2 separate regions of the Mus musculus genome follow, and region 2 is linked to region 1. The links are chromatin contacts, called in public promoter capture Hi-C maps. All regions are on one chromosome and are shown on one strand. Each heading gives the region's core, a stretch centred on a gene start, on an enhancer-like site or on the middle of the called end of the contact. The rest is flanking DNA. Distances are from core to core; before and after follow the strand shown. Region 1 holds the start of Nanog (Nanog homeobox). Region 2 holds the start of Mfap5 (microfibrillar associated protein 5).

Region 1 (3,959 bases), core at 126-2,625:
AGTGGAGACAGTAGTAGTATGGTGGCTGTGGTGGCCATGGCGGCAGTGGTGGCACATACAGGCCTTTAATGCCAGCACATGGGAGGCAGAGGCAGTTGGCTCTCTGTGAGTTGGAAGCCAGCTTGTTCTACAGAGCAAGTCCCAGGACAGCCAGGGCTACACAGAGAAACCCTGCCTAGAATAATAACAAAACTCAAACAAACACCACCAACCCCCGCGCTCCGCCCCGCCCCCCCCAAAAAAAACCCCAAACCAAAAAGAGCCATTCAAGCTTAGTCTTTTGTAGAATAAAACCCAGGAAGAACCACTCCTACCAATACTCACTGTGGTAGAGTCTTCACATGGGAGATGTTACGAGAGGACGGCCCTTCCCTCTCTGCTTATACACAGAAGCCGACTTAAGCTGGGTTAGAGTGCTTTCACTCACTTATCTGTGAGCACAAGGACTGATCGGCAAACTTTGAACTTGGGATGTGGAAATAGGAAGATCAGGAGTTTGGGACCAGCTAGAGCAATAGACTGTGAGGCCAGTCTCGGGTACGTGAAACTCTATCTCAAAGAAATGACCAAAACCAAATTTGAAATACGATAAATTTCTTCTTCCATTGCTTAGACGGCTGAGGCACTTGGGATTGCAGTAAGTCTGAAGCCAGCCTAGGTTTTACAGTGAGAACTTGTCTCAAAACAAAACAGAAGGCCTCTACATTAATTTAAACACTCCTTAAATTGGGCATGGTGGTAGACAAGCCTGGTCTACATACTGAGTATAAGCTACTCAAGGCAACAGAGAAAAACCTGTCTCAAAACCAAAGCATGGACCAACTTACTAAGGTAGCCCGAGTCTTAAGCAGGACACAGGCTCTTTCTTCAGACTTGCGTTAAAAAGCCGCACTTTTGGAGGGAAGATTTCCCCAGGTTTCCCAATGTGAAGAGCAAGCAAGAAACGCTGAGTGCTGAAAGGAAAGCCGTGTATAAACAGAGACTTTGGCAGCAAGGTCTGACTCTTTCATGTCTGTAGAAAGAATGGAAGAGGAAACTCAGATCCCCCACTTGACCTGAAACTTCCCACTAGAGATCGCCAGGGTCTGGAGGTGCAGCCGTGGTTAAAAGATGAATAAAGTGAAATGAGGTAAAGCCTCTTTTTGGGGGGGGGGGATGTCTTTAGATCAGAGGATGCCCCCTAAGCTTTCCCTCCCTCCCAGTCTGGGTCACCTTACAGCTTCTTTTGCATTACAATGTCCATGGTGGACCCTGCAGGTGGGATTAACTGTGAATTCACAGGGCTGGTGGGGCGTGGGTGCCGCCTGGGTGCCTGGGAGAATAGGGGGTGGGTAGGGTAGGAGGCTTGAGGGGGGAGGAGCAGGACCTACCCTTTAAATCTATCGCCTTGAGCCGTTGGCCTTCAGATAGGCTGATTTGGTTGGTGTCTTGCTCTTTCTGTGGGAAGGCTGCGGCTCACTTCCTTCTGACTTCTTGATAATTTTGCATTAGACATTTAACTCTTCTTTCTATGATCTTTCCTTCTAGACACTGAGTTTTTTGGTTGTTGCCTAAAACCTTTTCAGAAATCCCTTCCCTCGCCATCACACTGACATGAGTGTGGGTCTTCCTGGTCCCCACAGTTTGCCTAGTTCTGAGGAAGCATCGAATTCTGGGAACGCCTCATCAATGCCTGCAGTTTTTCATCCCGAGAACTATTCTTGCTTACAAGGGTCTGCTACTGAGATGCTCTGCACAGAGGCTGGTAAGGAATTCAGTCCCCGAAGAACCCAGTAAATTAGGGTAAGAGTAGAAAAAACGGGCTGAAGGGTTATTGCTTCTTTATGAACCGTAGTAGTCATTAACATAAGCGGGTGTCCTTATCACTCTTCTGGAAACCCCTCTGAGTTTGACCGGTGATACGTTGGCCTTCTAGTCTGAAATAGAGATCCGGGACACAGGACGGAGCAATATAAGGCTCTTGTGTGTATTTGAGAACCTAAATATTTGGGCTCTTTGGAATATGTTCGGGGGCAGTGAGTGGTGTCTTCAGTAGCAGGGAGACCTAACATCCTAGCTTGGAATGAGCACCCCATTTTTTTGGTGAGGTTATACAGTTAGTTTGCAATTTGCCCAAATGGCCGTTTTCTCCAGCAGAAGCAGTTAGCATTTCTCTCAACCTTTGGGAATATGGATGTCACTTAGCAGTTCTGGGTTTGTGAGCTCAGTGCTCCTTCCAAACCCCAAACAAGTGTACACAGTTTAAGTCATTCATTCTTATAGCTAGCATCTGGAGCCAAGGTCTGAAGCTCATTGTCTGTACAGAGTCAGCCCAGTACTCAGGCTTGTAAATGGTAGAACCAAGAGGCTGCTAGGCTGTGTGTGCCACGGTGCTCAGGTGCGTGTTGTGATGCTCGGGTGTGTGCAGCGATGCTCGGGTGTGTGCAGTGATGCTCGGGTGTGTGCAGCGGTGCTTGGGTGTGTGGAGCGCTAGGAAGTGTGTGTCCCCTTTTTTCTGAGCTTTTAAGTTAATGTCTGTCATCTTGATTTTTCTGATTTATGGGTTCAATTTTTGATTTTTTTTTTGTTTGTTTTTTTTTGTTTTTTCGAGACAGGGTTTCTCTGTGTAGCCCTGGCTGTCCTGGAACTCACTTTGTAGACCAGGCTGGCCTCAAACTCAGAAATCCGCCTGCCTCTGCCTCTGCCTCCCTCAATTTTTGATTTTGGAGGTGGGAAAAGTGCTGGGTTAGGAATGAACGGGTGGGGATAGCCTTTGTAAGTGATGTGTGTTTTTAGAGCATGTGTGTAGAGCATGTGTGTTTGTAGTGCGTGCCCCTAGTGCCAGCAGATGGCATAATTTTCCATTTAGAAGCTGCTTTCAGGGCTGTCTACTTATTTGCTAGACTGCAGGCTAACCTCAGCATTGCCATCAGCGTGGAGCACAGATGTCTTCAGTGTAGGAGGTGTCTTCTACCTGCTGCTGGATCTAGGAAATGTTGGGGCAAAGCTTGGTGGAGGAGCACTTGTCTCTTGCTGAAGGCCCTGGAAAAAAACAAAAAAGCTAACCGAAGAGCTAGAGGGTCAAGGATAAGAGAAACGAATTTGGTTAACCGAAATTTTACTCTAGTAATTAATAATTAACTGGACCCTCTGACTGGCTGCTCTTGTACTAGCAGAAAAGATGGTGGGATATTTTTATTTATTTATTTTTTTAAAGATTTATTTATTATATGTAAGTACACTGTAGTTGTCTTCAGACACTCCAGAAGAGGGCGTCAGATCTTGTTACAGATGGTTGTGAGCCACCATATGGTTGCTGGGATTTGAACTCCAGACCTTCGGAAGAGCAGTTGGGTGCTCTTACCCACTGAGCCGTTGGATGCTCTTACCCACTGAGCCATCTCACCAGCCCCAGTGGGATCATTTTAAAATATACCTTTAAAAAAAAATTGGGGGTGGGGGGTGTCTAAACTCAGGACTGTGCATTCCTAACAACAAGTGATTTAACCCTGGAAATTTCCTTAGATAACATTCAGTATAATGGATTTCGTCATGACATTTTTTGTTCATAAATATTAGTTCATCCCTAAATGTTAATGTGTGTGTGTGTGTGTGTGTGTGTATGTATGTATGTATGTATGTATGTATATATGTATGTATGTATAGATATAGCTGACTCAGTGGTAGTAGAGTATGAAAGGTCCCAACAGGATTCTATTCACCCAGCACCATGCAAAAATCTAGGCGAGATAAAAGTCCCCCCAAACCTGAGTCTTTGGATAAACCTCCACTCAGAAGGTAGAGAGGTAGGACCCAGAGAGCAGGCCAGCCTTGGCTACCTGAGACCCTATCCCTTAGAAAGAAAAGAAAACCACAAACATAGACTAGATCCTCTGCTGCCTAAGCTCTTGTGCTGTCTTGTCTGTCTGTCTCTATTTGTTGAGACGGGCTGATCTCAAATTCTCCCATCTCAGCTACTG
Region 2 (4,131 bases), core at 827-3,326, 190 kb before region 1:
ATGACATAAAAGAACAGCTAGACGATAAGGATCAAATATCAAATATTCCGATGAGAGAAACTTTGTACAGAGCATATAACAGACCAATATTTACTGTGCTATCATTGGGGTGCACACCTTTAGTCTCAGCACTTGAGAAGCAGAGACAAGAGGATCTCTGGGAGTTCAAAAACAGTTTGGTCTACCTAGAGAGTTCCAGGACATCCAGGGCTGAGTAGAAAGACCCTGTCTCAAAAAAGAAAACAAATTGATATGTCTGATAGTATCCAGCCTACAAAAAAGTTTGTAGAGAAACAACCCTCTATCCCAGGACACACATCCTGACAACACTTCTTGAGGAAGAGAAAGCAAAGCTAAAGTTAAGTCACACCAAACAAGGCCACCATGGAAGACACTTCTAACTAGGTAGACCTGGCTACCTCCCTAGTGGTGTACCCCAAATACTTGCTGTTTCTCCTGGCCAAGTGCTCATGTTCCATCTCCCCTCTCCTTCTCTCTCCCAGTCCTTCCTCCTCCTTCTCCTCCTCGCCTCTCCTCTCTTCTCGAACCAGGTAACCCCAAACCCACCTACCTGTAATCCCTCCAGTAATTGACTGTAGCCAATTTTATTTAACCAAAAGTCTTAAATTAAGGAGCAAGGTTTGCGCAACAAAAGCTTGTGAACCGGAGAAGCCACCACTCATAGGCCTAAACCTTTTGGTACAGAATTTAGATTTACAATACACGGCAACAGACCAAACTTCAACAGCAGACCAAGGTGGCCTCACATCCTCCTGCCTCTGCCTCCTGAGTGCTGCCACTTTGCCATGCTCAGTCCAAGGCCTTCCCCCACCCCCCACCCCTCTTTTTTGTTTGTTTTGTTTTGTTTTGTTTTTGAGACAGGGTTTCTCTGTGTAGCCCTGGCTGTCCCGGAGCTCACTCTGTAGACCACGCTGGCTTTGAACTCAGAAATCCAACTGCCTCTGCTTCCCAAGTGCTGAGATTAAAGACCCTGCTGTCTTCAGAAGCTTTTAAAAGGAAAAGTGAATTAGGCCCTCATGTTACCTGTATGAAAGGAAGTTCTGGTTTGTTTCAGCTGTCTTCTCATTGTTGTTTTTCAAGTGAAAGTTTTGTTTTGTTTTGTTTTGTTTTTAGAAGATGTTTAGTGTTAGGATGGTTCAAATGTAAAAAGGAAGATTCTTAATCTTTTAAACACGAAGTTGTATTAGTAGAAACTTGTAAATTAGGTGCTAAATAAAATATCAAACCCACGAAGACCAGGGACTTGGTAGTGTAAGCCTATAATCCCACTACATGGAAAGCTCAAGATAACCACAGTTGGAGGCTAGCCTGGGCTATATGACCAGCTCCAGGCCAGCCAGGAAGACAGAGGCTTGCAATGTATCTCATTAGGATGCTGGTTTGGCCGGCATGGAGCCCTGGGTTTAATCCCCAGCACTCCACAAACTAGGCAAAGCGCCCCATGCCTGGGAAATAGAGGCAGGAGGATCAGACATGCAAGCACATCCTTACACCACCAGCAGCATAGGGAGTTTGCAGTCAGCCTGTCCAACCTGGGCAACCCTAACTCATACAAAGGAAAGGAGGAAGCAGGGAGGGGTGGACACAGGGGAAGAGGGAAGAAAGGGGAAGAGAGGGAAACGAGTAATGATTCAAATAGAGAAGAATGCCAGAGAGAGAGAGAGACAGACAGACAGAGAGACAGAGACAGAGTCCAGTGAGATTAGGGGGAGCATGCTTGGGGGGGACAGGAACCCGAGGCAGAAAGGCAAGCTGAGCCCAGCAGTGACAGGGAAAGTGGACTGATGAAAGGAGAGCAGATGTTGGGCCGGCCCTGGCCCTTCGAGGGAGCAGTGAGCTCCCTCTCCAGTGTGGTCATAACCTTTGGAATGAGGGTGTGAGTGACTGCAAATTCCCATCTCCCTTCTCATTCCAGCCTTATTGTAACACTGCTTTCTACGCCTCTCTCTCTCTCTCTCTCTCTCTCTCTCTCTCTCTCTCTCTCTCTCTCTCTTCCCCTCCCTCCCTTCCTTCCTCCCTCTCTCCCTCTTTGCTCTGCCCCCCCCCTTCATTGTTTTAGAATAGGCCAAATGTGAAGTCTTTCCAAGGGTGTGGCTGTGTTCATCTTATTCTCCAGCCCAAGTAGAACAGCAGAGAAGCGTGAGAAGGACGGACACACTCAGCAGCCAGAGGCCACCGGCAGACAGATCGCAGCTCTGTAGACAGTGAGTTGTTTACAAAACTATACATTGAGAATGTCTGTGTGTGCATGTGTGTGCTAAAGGGTGGAGAATGTCCCTAACTTAGAATTGAGCCCTCTCCATTATGTGGGGAACTCAAAGGAGAAGGAACACCGAGATCAGCAGATGATATTGGAAAAGACACAGATGCACCAAAGGTAGCTTAGATATTAGGAGTGAAAGAGGCTATGGGGCAGGGCCAAGGATGCCTTAATTAGAATACCAAAGGTCCTCCCTCCTTGTTACATGCCTGCATTCCAAGCTAAAAGGTGGTGGATTGAGAAGAGTGGGGTGGCGGTGGGGTGGCAGGGGTGGAGGGTGGGGGAAGTGAAGCGAGTCCAGGAGTTCAAGACCAGCCTGGGTAGCATAACTAAACAACTCAAATTTAAAAAGATATTTTCTGTAGAATGATGGTCGTGACAGTCAGAGGGACATGAATGTCGGATGAGAGAAAAGGAAGGGTTTGAGCTGTACAAAGAAAGCAAGGTTTCCGGAGTGAAAATGGGAGAGGGGGATGCAAGCCAGACGTGAGATGTTGCTATCTCTCGGCATCATGGTCTCTGCTTCTCTCCCATCCTCCACCCATCTCCTAGATATGCTGTTCTTGGGGCAGAAGGCCTTGCTGCTTGTCTTGGCAATCAGCATCCCCTCTGGTGAGTCTTTCTGTCTTGACTCTTCTTTCCCTAACACATCAGATTCTTGGTTCTCCATGCCCATGGGGTTATCTATGGGTTAGATGGGGGTGGGGCTGAGAGTGAAGGGGCGTGGCATTGGGCTATGGGTTAGATGGGAGGTTGAGACTGAAGGGGCGTGGCAAGAGATGTCTTGTGTTGACACAAAGGTGAGAGTTTGCAGGTGGTGAGAGCTAGCCTCGGACTTAAGGGTGGTTAAGATGATGTGAAATTACAATACAAGCACTTATTAATCCCTAGAAAAGAGTTGCATATTGATATATGACTCAGCAAATACCAAAGGAACAAGAAGTTACATACACCTACAGAGACCACCATACGGGAAACTGGATCCCCTTAAGCCCCTTGAGGGAAAGACCACCTAACACTTGCTCCGGCGGACGCACAAAGATTTACATACATGATGGAAGTATATGCTACGTGTACGCACAAAAGGAGTGCAGTCGTCGCAGGTAGCATAGAATCCAGCTAAAGGATTGGCTATAGAAAGCAATCTTGGATGCTGAAGAAACGCTACTGTATTCCCCCTCCTCTTTCTGCCAGATGCAATCCCACAATTGGCTTGCCCAGTGGTGCAGCTGATTCAGGGGCTGTGGGCCCGGGCAGGACACGCTAAAGAGCCTGCCGGGTTCCTCTGTGGCCCTTCTTGGGAATGAGATCAAGAGGGGGACCTGAGTCAGGGCAGAGCAACAGTGGGCTTTGTGCTCCATAACTTGTCTTTGTTGCGTGGTTTCTAATGCTTGGTTAGTTTTGTGCATAGCCTTGTGCTCTTGTGTGGAAATATATAGGGACAAAGACAAATCACAAAGACGATATGCAACAATATCTCCATTGTATTCTGGTTCATCTCATAAAAGTGTTGTGGTGGAGAAAGTTGGAGTTATATCCATTTTCTTTCTTTTTGACAGACTGGCTACCCCTAGGGGTCAGTGGTCAACGCGGAGGTAGGTGAAGTCTTCCTTATGGGTTCAATTGGGGTTCTTGCCAGGATTACATAAAGCAGTACTGAGAATCTGTTTTAGGGCCAGGCAAGATGACACATGCCTGAATCCCAGCACTCAGGGAGTAGAGGCAAGCAGATGGAGTTCGGGGCCAGCCAGGGATTCATGAGACACAAACAGTCAAGAATCTATTCTAGAGCTGGTTGTAGTGGCCCATGCTAGTAGGATTTGCTGACAGAGGCAGGGAGATCATGGGTT

The links. Capture Hi-C pulls out chosen DNA fragments and counts their contacts.
Region 2: a contact with region 1 is called in a promoter capture Hi-C map of adipose tissue. The contact joins the promoter of Mfap5 here to the promoter of Nanog in region 1. A contact is called at or near these places in 1 of 39 promoter capture datasets (embryonic stem cells), 1 of 115 datasets of contacts at active chromatin or transcription factors (embryonic stem cells) and 3 of 9 other capture datasets (adipose tissue, liver and pancreatic islet).

The regions. Positions count from the first base shown.
Region 1 is chr6:122,706,190-122,710,148 of GRCm38.p6, forward strand. Nanog (Nanog homeobox) reads left to right here and starts at 1,376. Exons shown (of 4, transcript NM_028016.3): 1 at 1,376-1,744. The coding sequence starts at 1,594. RefSeq lists promoters at 1-1,590, 1,072-1,453, 1,116-1,521, 1,184-1,410, 1,326-1,516, cis regulatory regions at 1,169-1,174, 1,260-1,267 and an enhancer at 1,212-1,249.
Region 2 is chr6:122,511,508-122,515,638 of GRCm38.p6, forward strand. It overlaps Mfap5 (microfibrillar associated protein 5), which reads left to right and starts at 2,077. Exons shown (of 10, transcript NM_015776.3): 1 at 2,077-2,225; 2 at 2,834-2,893; 3 at 3,841-3,876. The coding sequence starts at 2,836.